2 separate regions of the Danio rerio genome follow, and region 2 is linked to region 1. Evidence: chromatin contacts called from public Hi-C data. All regions are on one chromosome and are shown on one strand. The core of a region is the stretch at or near the end of the contact, and the rest is flanking DNA. Distances in the headings are between cores, read along the strand shown.

Region 1 (7,258 bases), core at 4,417-6,916:
AAATGTGACAACATTCCATTCTTCACCTATTATGCAAGCAGACCCGACACAGCAAACTCACGCCACTGACCCCAGAGCCTCTTGCTTGAACCCAGCAAACCTCCCTAAGCCAAACTTCCTGTGTGTCACAATGTCAACATCAAGCATGCTGTCCGATAACATCGATGAATTGAAATTTGCACTTAAATGAATAGCTGAAGTTTTAGAGCCTCTGCTTATTTAAACATTTTCATTTTGGGGTGAGACAGGCCTAAGAGATACGCTGACAAAAAAAAAAAAACCTGTCACGCAGGTTGCTGTTGTTGTTTACATAGCAAAATGAGTGATTTAAATTCTCAAGTTGTTGGAAGAGCTCGTCTGTGTTGGCATTTCCCTCTTTTAAACAATGTGTCAACTTTATAGAGCTTAGAAAGGCTTTGTGCCAATGACATTCTTGCAATTATTTGTTGAATATCAAGAAGTGCATTGTTGTTACTTCATATAATTGTCACTGAAAATAAAATATTTGCATTGTGCATCAACATATTAAAACAATAAAAGTATAACACCGCATAAATATCCCCCCTTACATTAGAATGAGTACCTTTGTATTAATATTATGAGCAAAAGAATAATGACTCTCATTCTTACCACGATTTACACAAGACATCGTATATTAAATATCCCAATGTAAAAGTAGATTAAATACCAAAATAATAGCAGCTATATTTAGAAAAAAATCATTTGCTGACAAAGTAAAAGACTATTTAAGGACCACAAAATATGAATTAATGTGATTTTTAGTGTTTGCTACTTTCCTTTAAACCACTACATTTTTATTAATTCAAATAAAAATGTACAAAATTAAGAGACCATTTTGGAAATTCTTAGTTTCTTTGGATTTACAATTTACACTTGTGTGCTTGGGTAAAAAAGAAAAAAAAATTAGTTTTTTTCTGCAAACTACTGATGACTTAAAGGTGCAGTAGGTGATTTTCTTCAGAAACAGTTTGAGTTGTGCTAATTGAAAGTCTCTTCACATTCCAATAGTAATGACTTCAGTAAATAATCTAAATGTATTTATATATATTTTTATATTCTGGGTAAGGCCAAAAACTAAAAAATGTTGGTCCAATTAAAAATTGTCAGGTTGATAATTCCCATTATTCTAATAAGTAGCCCAAACTGTCTGTCAGCAAATGTTGATTTGTACAACTGTGCACTCGTTCACACAGATCCACCATTCGCGTGCTCATGTCCACACAGCGGTAAAAACAAATGCTGAATCAAAACTTTTTAATATCCTGAATCAGTATTGGAGTTACTTTTGCACGCTGGAGGAAGGTCGACACCATGGCTGAAGTATTTTTATTAGACAGGTAATGTTATGTTTTAACTAGTCACGCAAAGCTGATGTACATTGTGTTGTACTATAAATGGGTTATATGCACAGAAGTGTTGTTCAGCCACTGAAATCTTCCGGTGAAAGATTGATGTGACTATTTTCAGTTTTATATGGGACCTTTTACAGCATCGATAATGTAGATTTTTATTTATTTTAACAACAAAACATCAGTAAGTAGCACCATTCCGCCTAGCTTGCTTAACTGAGGTGAAGTTGCTTTTATATTCACATTGGTTCATTTTTGAACAATAACAACCTGTGACGCACTCCCTATATTGTTAGCCATGCTAATCTGAATATTTGCTCTGAAATGTAAGTATGGTTTAGTAATAAGTGTTCCTGCACGCGGCTGGCCAACCACAAAGCATACAGTAGTCACTTTAGGACAAAGTCCATGAGTGAGTGAGACCAGCGATCCTCGCATGCATGAAATATTGCACATTATTACACATTGCACATTATTTTGCTTGCTACACAATTGAAAACGTGCTAAATATAATAATTTTTTTTGTTCAGAATTGTAGTATTATATAGTATAGTATCTCTGTCATCTTTAATGGACCCTTTTTACAAGACGTTTAACGCGTTTAACAGTGATCATAATCTTAAATCCTTAAAAGTTTTTAATATATAGATTTTTTGTAACATTTATATGCATTTATATTTGTATTATATCATATCTGCATCAAATAAAAAAAAAAAAAACTAATTACCGCTTATGCAAGGTGTTTCTAAAGGCTGATTTATACTTCTGCGTCAAACGCCGGCGTATGCTACGGCGCTGACGCATAGCCCTTCTCCGTGGCCGTCAGCGTCACTGACGTGCACCTCTCAAAAAATGTAACTTCACGTCTCAACAACGCGTAGCGCAAGCTCTGTGATTGGTCGGCTTGGTAGTGCTGACGAGTCTGGGCAGAACCGAGAGCCGCGCGAATGGCGCGAGCGATTGTTTACAAGTGTGGAGTCCCGTGAAGGAGCTCCAGATGAAAAGTTTTGTTTTGTGTTTACCTCATAGTTAAAGTTGTTGCACGTGTGCCAGTTCCTGCCTCAAAATGAGCGAGTTTGAGTCACTTGTACAACCGGGAAGTGATCAGGAAAAGCCAAACAGAAGCGAAGAAACTCGACACAGAGGAACATTTACACCTCACTGCCAACTAGCGTTTCGGAAGTGTTAATGCAGAGCAACAGACACAGCGTGCAGAAGTATAAATGCACAGCCACGCGCGTTGCCTGCGCCGTGAGTTACGCTGGTCACTTGACGCAGAAGTATAAACCAGGCTTAATGCAGCGTCTATGGGGCTGAGAGTAAAATTGACATTATTGTCTCTCCTACATTAGCTGCTGTCACCTGTCTGACACAATTTTTTTTCCTTTTTCTGAAAGTCTTGATAACATAATTGTGGCATTTTTTATTATTTCAGCAAATAGAGTTGTAAAATTTTTTTGTTGTACTCTCTGATTCACTGCGTTCTGAGTTTACCTTACCATGACGCCTTCCGCTACTGAGAAACCCGAAAATGTGAAAAGGGTCGATGAGCCAGTTCGTGATTTCAAGAGGCGTGGCTTTGGATGGCAGGGGAGGAACTGTATTTCAAGCATAATAAGCTAACCGGTTAGCATTTAGACAGATCACCTACTGCACCTTTAAAATAAAAAATGTTTAATAATAACAATTTGGTCTAAATAAAAAAGATGCCATATTTTCAGACTTGTTTACATTCATATTTAATGATATGACAATGATATGGGCAGCACGGTGGCGCAGTGGGTAGCACAATCGCCTCACAGCAAGAAGGTCGCTGGTCCGGCTTGGTCAGTTGGAATTTCTGTGTGGAGTTTGCATTTTCTCCCCGTGTTGACGTGGGTTTCCTCTGGGTGCTCCGGTTTCCCTCACAGTGCAAAGACATGCACTAAAAGTGATTTGGATAAGCTAAATTGGCCGTAGTGTACGTAAGTGTATGCAACAGTGTGTGGCTGTTTCCCAGTGTTGGGTCGCAGCTGAAAAAGCATCTGCTGCTTAAAACGTGCTGGATTAGTTGGCGGTTCATTTCGCTGTGGTGACCTCAGATTTAATAAAGGGACTAAGCCGAAAAGAAAATGAATGTACACCAATGTTATAACTTAAGAGTTAAGATACAACCTTTAGTGGAATAGTTAACGTTATTTTTAATCAATCACAACACATAAAAACATTCGTTATTTTGACCATTGCCATTTATGCAAATACATGCATTCAAGCACAATTATGAGCAACATATTTCAAACCATGCTGAAGAGGAACATTATCAGATTTTATGATCAGTCAAAAGCAGACATTAGAAGAAGTCCAAAATTCAAGATATGGGCCTACTAATGTTCAGTTCAACTTTTCATTCAAATATTATGTTTGTAAATTAGTTTAGAGACATTATTACATAAGGAACTGAACCTAGAAGCAGTTCACTAATTGTATTGCTATAATGTCTTGTTAGTTTTTTAACATAAAAGTGCCCTTGAACTCTGCAACTGCCCAGGCTGCAGCAGGATGTGCAATTATCAGGCTTCGTTGCTCCATATGTAGGTTAGTTCCGGGTACTGCCCTTACCGATAAATCACCAATCCTACTATGGCTAAGGCTTTAAACATGAATATTAAATCAAATATTTGACGTTCGCCACTGAATGAACGTCCCGTGACCTAATTAATATTCATATGCCAAACCTTCCCCACAGTAGGATTTGTGAATTCGCGCCACGGCCAACTCCCAGAACAGAGAGAACTGGGAGGGCTCACAAAAGAGGACTGGCTACGTGTTACAAAGACCCAATTTACCGTTTGACAGCTGCATTTTCAACACGCACAATAAACAACACCGCCTGAGGATACAGTTATCGATACCCGTTCGTGTAACTCGGTGTATACTGTAAAATAAAGTGCTTATGTGTTATTTTAAAGGTCACTAGCACTGCACAGGTGCACCTCATTTTAAAAAGTACTTACAAATCATAATAATAACAATATTAATAATAATAATAATAATAATAAATAACCTATTGACAAAAAAAGTTCCTACTTGAGTTTTTGACATCCAAAAAAAACGTGCATTACCACAAAACTGCTACTTTGTCCGTTTACATTGCGTACCAGTAAGTATAAGCTTATAGGCTATAGGTGCAAGTAATTTTGCAAATTGTTAAATAAATTTACACATAAATTAAGCAATACATAATTGTGTATATATTTAACCATGAGCACAACGAAATATTTAATAAATGTGTGAAAATCTCAGCATAATTTGCTCTAAAATGCACCTAATCAAAAGTTGACGACAATGCAAGCAGTGCCAAAACATGCACATGAAAACTTAAAAGGTATATAAAAACATGTTTAGAAAATAGCTACCCAATATGTTCATTAAATCAATATTTTAGGCTAATATGACACAACCTTATGTATTAATGTGAACCCCATTATTCGTTTAACAATGTTTAGAATGACAGTGTCATATAACCTGTTTTGCTAGCATGCTTCATTTAATTCAAACTAAACACCCTGCATCATGGAAAAAACAAATCTGTGCAAAATTATTAACAATACATATTCACAGGAGGCAGCTCCATTCAGGAGAAAGCAGGGGAGGAAATAAAAGAAAAGAGAAACTGTCAACACCAGACATAAAGGGACGAGCTGGAGCTGTGTAAACACTGAAAGAAAGGACACACTTGCTGCTGTGATGGTCAGCCGCCTCCAGTAGGTGCGAGTAGCAGGACAGAAAGTGACGAACAGACCGAACTCACTCACTCGTTTCCCACACTGTGAGCTACATTGTAGCGCGCAAAACAAAGTACACACAAAAGCGAGGGCAACAAATGTGCTTTACCTCATTGTTCGACGACAGCGCGGATCCTCCTCAGAGCTAAAGCCGAACTTCCAGGGGCGAAAACACAGGAGAAATCGGCGATATCCTCATGGATAAACCCACCAAGGGGTTTGGTGTTTTGTTTAATCTGTGGGAAGACGGATAAGCGGCAATGCGCGATGATTTCCTGGTTGAGGAGTGAAGGAGGGGGTTGGAGGTGAAGTGTGGATAGAGTTGCTACTGGAGCTGGGCTTGTGTCAACTCTAATCAGTATCCTGGACTCATGTCTCGCTCCGAGCAAAGTCTGCACATATTCCGCCTCATGTCCTCGTCTGCATCCGCGCGGCTGGCTGTGAAGTCTGGACGCGGTTTTCGATAAACTCCTGCTCGGTCGTCGCCGGTCGGTCGTTAACGTTCATTCGCGAGCGAAACCCAACCTGCTCCTCAACTCTGAGGAAAAGCTTTCATTCCCGTCTGTCTGACTCCCCCTCCCGAGCTGAAAAACAGGCAGAGGCAGAGCAATGTTACTCCTCCACTCCCTAGCGGTCGAGATCCAAACTCCAGCGCTGGGAGATAAACCTGTTCTTGCTGAAAAGTTACACTTTCCCCCACCTTTAGCTATGTGTGGTGTTGTACATCACGAATTCACTTGTGTGTTTCTGTAGTGGGCCTTTGCTCAAATGCAAAATGTGTGTGTGTGTGTCTCTAAGCTGAAATCTAAAATATATAGTTCAAAATGTGTTGTCTGTAGTAGTTGCACCATTGTTTTCACATAGATGCACTGATACCCTTTTTTAAAACCAATCCGATACCAAAAATTCTTGAGTATCAGCCGATACCGATCCGATACCAGTGCAGTTATTAATATAATACAATTTCTATACTTCTGATGATCTGAGATATATAGAAACCCAAATAATATCTTCTGTACACAGTCCAATAAATAGACACTTTCTCTATAAAGAAAAATAATGTATATAGATGTTTTATATAGGCACAAAGTTTGAATTTTGAATGATTAAAAGGCACAATGGAGGGAAGCACTGATGTACTTGAATTTAATTTCTTGAATATTCAACTTTACTTTACAATAAACTATCGTTTGGCTTCAGAACATTTAAAATATACACTGTAAACAAATCCGTAATTTTACAGTTTAATGCAGCTGGGGTGCCAGAAAAAAAATCATAAAATAACGACCGTTAATTTATAGAAATTTACCGTAAAATAATAAACAATAAATTACAGAAATTTCCTTAAACTTTAATTTCTGGTAAACTTTTGTAATTTAACGTCTGTTATTTTACAGTAAATTTCTGTAATTTATTTCAGCACCCCAGCTGCCTGAAATAAACTGTAAACTTAAAAAAAAATTACAGTATAGTGCATGAAAACTTTTTGTATGAAAAGTAGTGCCTAATAATGTCTTCATGACTTTTGTTGCAATTATAAATTCCACAGAATACATGCGTATTATTGGATTTAGATTCGTCCCATCTGGCCAAAACAAGATCCAGCAAAATATGCGGTATTGAAACCAATATCCCTAATATTTATGGTATTGGCTATCTATCTATCTACCTACCTACCTACCTACCTGCCTGCCTGCCTGCCTGCCTGCCCGCCCGCCCGCCCGCCTATCTATCTATCTATCTATCTATCTATCTATCTATCTATCTATCTATCTATCTATCTATCTATCTATCTATCTATCTATCTATCTATCTATCTATCTATCTATCTATCTATCTAAAATGCAGGTCAAAATATTTGTTGTGGTTTTTTTAGCATAACACCATTTTTTCTGGCATTCTATACTTGTGCTAGATATTACATTAGAAATTACTATCTGTCATGTGTCTTACTCTCTATTGTGTTAAAAAAATATGGAAATCTCTTTAAATTACTCTGAATGATCAAAAGGAGTTTATAAACTTACTCTCGAATATAACTGTTACAAGAAATGCGATAAAAAAATAGATTAAAGGGCGACACAGAGGCTCAGTGGATAGCTTTGTTGCCTCACAGGAAGATTG
Region 2 (6,814 bases), core at 1,367-3,866, 330 kb after region 1:
AGGTGATTGAATTATAATTATTCATATAGACTTTAGCACTCATTTAGTTGTTTATCCTCCTACGGCTTAGTGGCCACATACGTGGACAGCACATTTTAGCTTTTAAGTGGCCATTTAAAATGTTTTATATTTTGTTACAGACAGTGCCATCCTGCAACTGTTTTGCAGCGTATGAAATGTCCCAAACACTATTTTTAACTGTCCAAAATGGGGAAAAAATTTTGTTTTTATTCTCTGATAGTCAAAACATGTTCAAAAAATTATATGGTAAATATGCATTACAAAACAGTCCGAAAAAAAGTTATGTAAATTCGCACCACGAGTCCACATATATGGACATCATTTTTCTCTAAAAGTACATCAAATGCAAAGATGATACTTAGGTTTTTATTCTAATTAGGTTCCAATAAGCCTAAATAGCAAAATTAAATAAAAAATGCATGTAAAAAAAAACAGAGTTCAGGCGTAATAAAAGAGATGAAGAGCCGTTTACAGGCACATGCCCGTCAGGATCAGCAGGCGAGCACAGAAACTCCATTGAAAACACTGTGGTAAAATAAATGTTCATATTTTAAAGACATGGCGCGGGAAAATGTAATTGAATGCAGTGCTTCTCGTACATTCTGAGACCCACTTTCTATCGTATATCAATCAGATAGTGAAGATCACAGACCTCAAATGTGCCAATTTTATAACTGCATCAAAAGTCCTTCGGCTTCCTTCTGCATACACCCCATTAGATGTCGATAATGCAAGAATTTAAAATTAAAATTGAATTAATATACGTAATAACATTGTTATTACATAATAAACCTTATCAAAAATGACATTTAACAGTAACAGCATCAAAATGTATGACAGTACTTTTTAAAAATGTGCGCAACAGACTTCTTCTTTATTTAATTGTGATGCTATTAAATGTAATTAAGCAGTTATTACAACACATGTGAACAGTTCACTGTGTGACATATGCCATGCTGATGATAATACTCATGTACGAAGGAATTTTAAATGTTCTGTAAAATACATAACTAGGTAGAAATCCAAAAATAATATGCTGTAATCATTTCCATAAAAGATTGCAATTCAGTTGTAGTCTGGTTTGATTACCTGGTACAAGTGAGTAATACATACATACATACAGTGCTCAGCATGTATGAGTACACCCCTAACAAAGCTATCTTTTAAATTCATATTTATAATAGGAAGGAAGCTTTACAATAATATATTTGTGCATCTTCATTAGATCAGTGAGTACTGAAGCCAAATCTGGAGCTTATCTAACAAAATAACTTATGACAATGGTCCAAAAACTAGTACACCCAAACTTATATGTTATGGAAAAATAATAAATACAAATTTTGAAGAGGAAAAATCAAGAGAAGCAAAAAATAATTAAATAAAAGACCTTTCAATTTGTTTTTTATTGTAAAGGTTTTAATTTATTTTTGCAATATTTTGCTTGAATTTAATTGTGTTATCTTTTAATTTCTAAATGTGTTAAGTGACTAAACTGTTATTTTAATAAATATATCTGTTTAATAAATCTGTTTTGTTTAAATGCACCAAAATACATGACCTATATTCACTGAGAAATAAATAAAATATTCATTTTAAAAATGGGCTGTACTGTTATGTAAATAGTCAACTAAATAATCTTACATCAATACTAACACGAATGAACGCCAAATACAAGTGACAGACTGGGTAGAATTTATTATTTCTTTAAAATCATGGGAAAATATAGAAGAATTTTAAAGGAAACTGCAGTTAGAAAGCTGATATTAGGCTATAAAGTTACCAGAGGTTTATTGTTTCTGTAATAATCGACATTAGTCGGAATAAAAGTTAGAATGTCAATTTAAAAGTAAAACTGTAATTTTATGTGGCGTATAATAATATATTAAAATGCTCCTTTTAAAGTAGATTTGACTGAAAACATGAATATTAAAATAATAAGTGGACAGCGTCGAGTATTTAAAGCGATGCAACAACTTCCGTCCAGCTCAGAATTTGTCAAATTTCGCCGAGATCCCCACCGTCAATTTCACACCTTCAGCCAGGGTAAGAATGAATCAAACAAATGCCAACTTCATTGACAAAATGACAGGTTGAGTTAAAACTGGTAAACGACGAACAATATGTCACTCCTGTACTAACACTTGAGTGTATAAATACGACAGTTGTGTTGTAAGGGGGAACCAGGCTTTGAAGCACGTTAGCAACACGGCTAACTCACAGATAATGCGCAAAAGCTTGATCTACCTCTGTCACTAATGACAGAAACATGATTCAAACATAAAATATCCAGAACCAAACATCTAAAATGCGGCTGTTTTCTCAGAGCCCCATCCAGTAAGCGCTGAGTGGGTAGGTGTGTGTGTGCGCGCGTATGTATCTGTGTGTGTGTCTGTCGCTTCTACCGCGCCCCTCTTTCCCCCTTGCCGATCCTTTTCTTTCTCTCCAAAAGCCATCTAAACACACTCTCCCACACAAACACCAACCTCCCCATCCACACGGCGTGTCGCACTTACATATCTTTCCTCTGAGACTTTGCAAAATCCGGATTTTCGTGTCGTCGTCTTCCGCCATGGTCCAAGTTTCGTGTCTGTACAGTACATTCAACACTTTAACATCCGTTTATGAATGCACTCGCGCGGACGGACGGCCTCCACAGCGTCACCGGCTCAGCGCGATTGGTCGCGACGCCAGACCGGGATTTGTGTGAATCAACTCACACAGACAGCATCGTGTAGTCAAAACAAACGGAAGCCCTAGTGGAGGACGAGCGACAGAGCAGATCAACGGGCCCCTCATAAGAAACGCCGTGTTTTACTGAGCTGCCTGCAGAGAGAAATGGAGAGAGAGAGCGAGAGAGAGCTCCTTTTTGGCGTTGTAGGCACTTCCCATAAGCATAAATTACAGGCCTGTAGCCAGGGGGGTTTCGGGGTGTTCGAAAGACCCACCTCTCATTGACAAAGACCTAAAATTTTTCCTATAAAGCCTTTTTTTTTGTATTTGCTGAACATTTCCAGTCAAATGCATAACAAGTTTTACAATATTACACATTTCAGCATAACATGTGTAAACATAGTAACAAAAAAGAAAAATAGAGAGAGAAAAAAATAAAGATTAAGTAAACATAGCATTCACCAGAGAAGAGGAATTCAGCTTTTTAAGTATATTCATAGTTCTGGTCGCTTTATATTTATAGTTCTGATCGCATTACGACTTGAAAGTCCTTTAAGAGTCTCAAAAAATGTTTAAATCAGCCTTGAAAGATGTTAGGCTTCCTCTCCGACCATTTACTCTTGTGTAAATAAAACTTGCCTAATACTATCAACAGATTTAACATAAACAGGAGATTCTTATCTACATCTTTTTTATCTATATAAAATATGACATCTCTTTTCTTAATAATAAATGTATGACCACTCAGTATGTTAAATAGACTTTCAACATCAAACGAGAAATATTTAACATACATACAATCAAAAAACAAATGCATCAGTTTCAACATCCATTGCGCAAAAACACACAATTCAGAAAAATCAACTTTATACCTCTTGAGAAACTAGCTGGTTGGATATATTTATGTATAATTTTAAAGTATATTTCACTGACTTTATTAGTGACACAATATTTGTTGTTATAAGTCCAGATCAAGTTCCAATTGATATTCTCGAATTATTCTAAAAGTACTTGTGTCTAAACATTGCAGGACAATCAATCAAACTTCTAAGAAATGTATTATTACATTTTCTATCTTTGATATCAACACCATCTAATAAAATCTTTTTTTTTTTTTTTTTTGTCTTATCAAGTCATTAGTTCTATTTTGACTGCTAAACCATTATAAACTGTGAAAATATCGCATTAAAAAGGCTTTAAGACCAAGTGGAATCTTTGTTGCTTTGGTGTGACTTCAGCAAATCGGTTTTGGCAAATGCAAACTATTATTTTTCATGAGTCCAACATCCAGCTGTGCAAGAAAACATAAGAATCTGATGTGAGGTCATTTTTCGCTACTGACCTACTGTAATGTTGTTAAATAGAGAAAATATTTTTCAAGTAACTATTATTCTAAAACTTGGAGCTTGTTATTAATGTCAAAAATTACAAATAAAAAGGTGTGAAGCACCAAAAGTGTCCCATCTTAATATGAATTTGAATACTCATTTGAGTATTGTTATCCTTGACTTTTCAAACGTACTTTATAACAAGAGAGGCTAGAAAAATCCTGAAGTTCTAGATTATTACATTTTTATTATTTTTTATAGTCTTTATTTGGTTATTTATGTTATAACTCGACCAGTTGGGTTAAAATTTTGAATTTCAACAGTCTACTGATTTAACTGACACATAACAGCTGTATTAATATGCGTGCCTACTGTTGTTTTTGTGTCATAAAAGTTGAGCTCTAGCGCAATAATAATGTTTTTGTTTTATCAAATTACCTTTCTGTGTCAGGTTTTTTATATCCGTTTCACCAGCACTCTTAATTATTGATGATACAAACGCGCGCTTTAAAGCCGATCTATATTAAACGGATAAAATGTTTTCTCTACCTTACATGTTCATCTCTACAGTTTTTTTTTTGAAGAAGAAATGATACACAGGGTCTTTTCTCAGGGAACCCGGCCGGGCTTAGCCCGAAGGAGCGACGTGGGACCATCCTCCCACAGTCCCACCACCTGCAGGGGGAGCCGTAAGGGGCCAGTGCATTGTGGATCGTGTGGTAGTCGAAGGTTGACAGGCGGATTGGTGCAGCGGCAGCAGTAATGCGGTGTACCGGTCCGTTGTACCGGTCCGTTGTGGTAAAGAAGGAGCTGCGCCAAAAGGCAAAGCTCTCGATTTACTGGTCAATCTACATTCCTGCTCTCACCTTTGGTCATGAGCTTTGGGTCATGACCGAAAGGACAAGACCTCGAATACAAGCGGCCAAAATGAGTTTCTTTAAAAAGGTGGCAGGGCGCACTCTTATGGGGTGAGGAGCTCTGACACCCAGGAGGAGCTCGGAGTAGAGCCGCTGCTCCTCCACATCGAGAGAAGTCAGTTGAGCTACCTAGGGAGGTGTTCCAGGCATGTCCCACCGAGAGGAGGCCTCGGGGAAGACCCAGGACAGACTGGAGGGACTATTTCTCTCGGCGGGGCTGGGAACCCCTTGGGATCCCCCCGGTGGAGCTGGAGGAAGTGTCTGGGGAGAGGGAAGTCTGGGGTTCTCTCCCAAGACTGCTGCCCCCGCAACCCGGCCCCGGAAAAGCGGCAGAAGATAAATGAATGAATGAATGAAATGAGACGCATATTTGGGACATCTGGCCGTCATTCTCACTTTTATGACACAGCGGAGACATTTATTCAGTGTGACCACAGCATTACACCGATCAATTCATTTTTTAAATAGGGGACATTCTACCTGGAATAAAAAAGAGAAAATGCAGCATGCTTTCGGAAATTGTGAGAAAATGCAGCACGTTTTTTTAAAATGTGTCTGCATTGTAAGGATTTACAGCAGGTGTGCTGTCAAACGGATGAATATCTTTTATTAATTTGCTGCCGTTTTTTGTAGTTGCATGTGTTTTCCTAAATTGCAGCACGATAAGCTCTCTCGACCACCATAGAAATGCTATTGGCTGTTTTTAAAAGAGGAAGGAGCTGTGTCCTGCCCTGTCTTCGTGTTTTAGTTAAAATTTCATCACACATCGAACAAAATTACACAAAGCACTTTACGGAGCCTTAACAGTTTTTTTATGCCTATTTGACCAATAGAAATGTCTGTTTGGCTTTTTTATATTTTATTGCCCTGTCACCTGAGAGGAGCTCAGAGTAGAGCTGCTGCTCCTCCACATTGAGAGAAGCCAGTTGAGATGGGGCTCTATTATCTGTTTCAGATGGTTTCTGGACGCCTACCCAGGGATGTGTTCTTGGCATGTTCCACAGGGAGGAGGCCCCGGCAGAAGACCAAGGACATGCTGGAGGGACTATGTCTCTGGGCTTGCCTGGGAATGCCTCAGCATCCCCTCGGAGGTGCTGGAGGATATGTCTGGGGAAAAGGAAGCACTCTTCTGGGATTCTCTCATGAGACTGCTGCCCCGGCGACCTGGGCTCAGGTAAGCAGGAGACAATGAATGGATGGCTTTTTTATATTCCCCATGACATGGTGGACCTGTTGAGTTTGTCAACATAAGATCAGAAAGGTAAAATCTGCCACATTAGACCAATAGCAGAGGCTTTTATTTACCTTCTCTAGTTGTACTCTCCTCCCAAGAAGTGATGAAATCTGTTTGATATGATTTGGAATGTGGAATTTAATTTAGCCAATTTTTATTTAAATGGGCAGTAGATGAATGTGGACAATAATTTGAGGTCAAAGCTAAATAAGCGAAAGGTTTGAAGTCCAGATAAAGAACTAAAAACATTGTTCAAACATTCCACGCGACGTTAGTTGTACAACTCTAATCACACAAAGCTCCAAGGACACATTTGAGCAGCAAAGAAATCTGTGAAATTGACATTGGCTTGAGCTGGAGTCTGAAATGCTGCTTGTATAACATTTGCAGACAGAAACATGAGGAAATGATTTTTGTTTACATCTTTATACTTTATACGTTGCAGCATTCAGGATACACACAAGTACAATGCTAATGAAGAAAACAGCAGACCCTTCATCTACATCTTTGTTGTAAACAAACAGCATCGGCTCTTTAGTAGCCAACACAGGCTTATTGGAAATACATGCTCAAGCCTTCATTCTTCTATGTAAATAAAACAAATGTTGTTCCTTTTCACACAAATGATATTTACAGGGGCATTA

What was found. A called contact is a pair of places that touch in the nucleus more often than the background predicts.
Region 2: a Hi-C map of an unstated tissue shows a contact between it and region 1, with 3 times the contacts expected there. The contact joins the promoter of rasa2 here to the promoter of vaspb in region 1. A contact is called at or near these places in 1 of 18 Hi-C or Micro-C datasets (an unstated tissue) and 1 of 4 datasets of contacts at active chromatin or transcription factors (embryo).

The regions. Positions count from the first base shown.
Region 1 is chr18:43,776,376-43,783,633 of GRCz12tu, forward strand. vaspb (vasodilator stimulated phosphoprotein b) reads right to left here and starts at 5,667. Exons shown (of 13, transcript XM_005173680.5): 1 at 5,244-5,667. The coding sequence starts at 5,248.
Region 2 is chr18:44,109,587-44,116,400 of GRCz12tu, forward strand. It overlaps rasa2 (RAS p21 protein activator 2), which reads right to left and starts at 2,617. Exons shown (of 25, transcript XM_073930041.1): 1 at 2,535-2,617.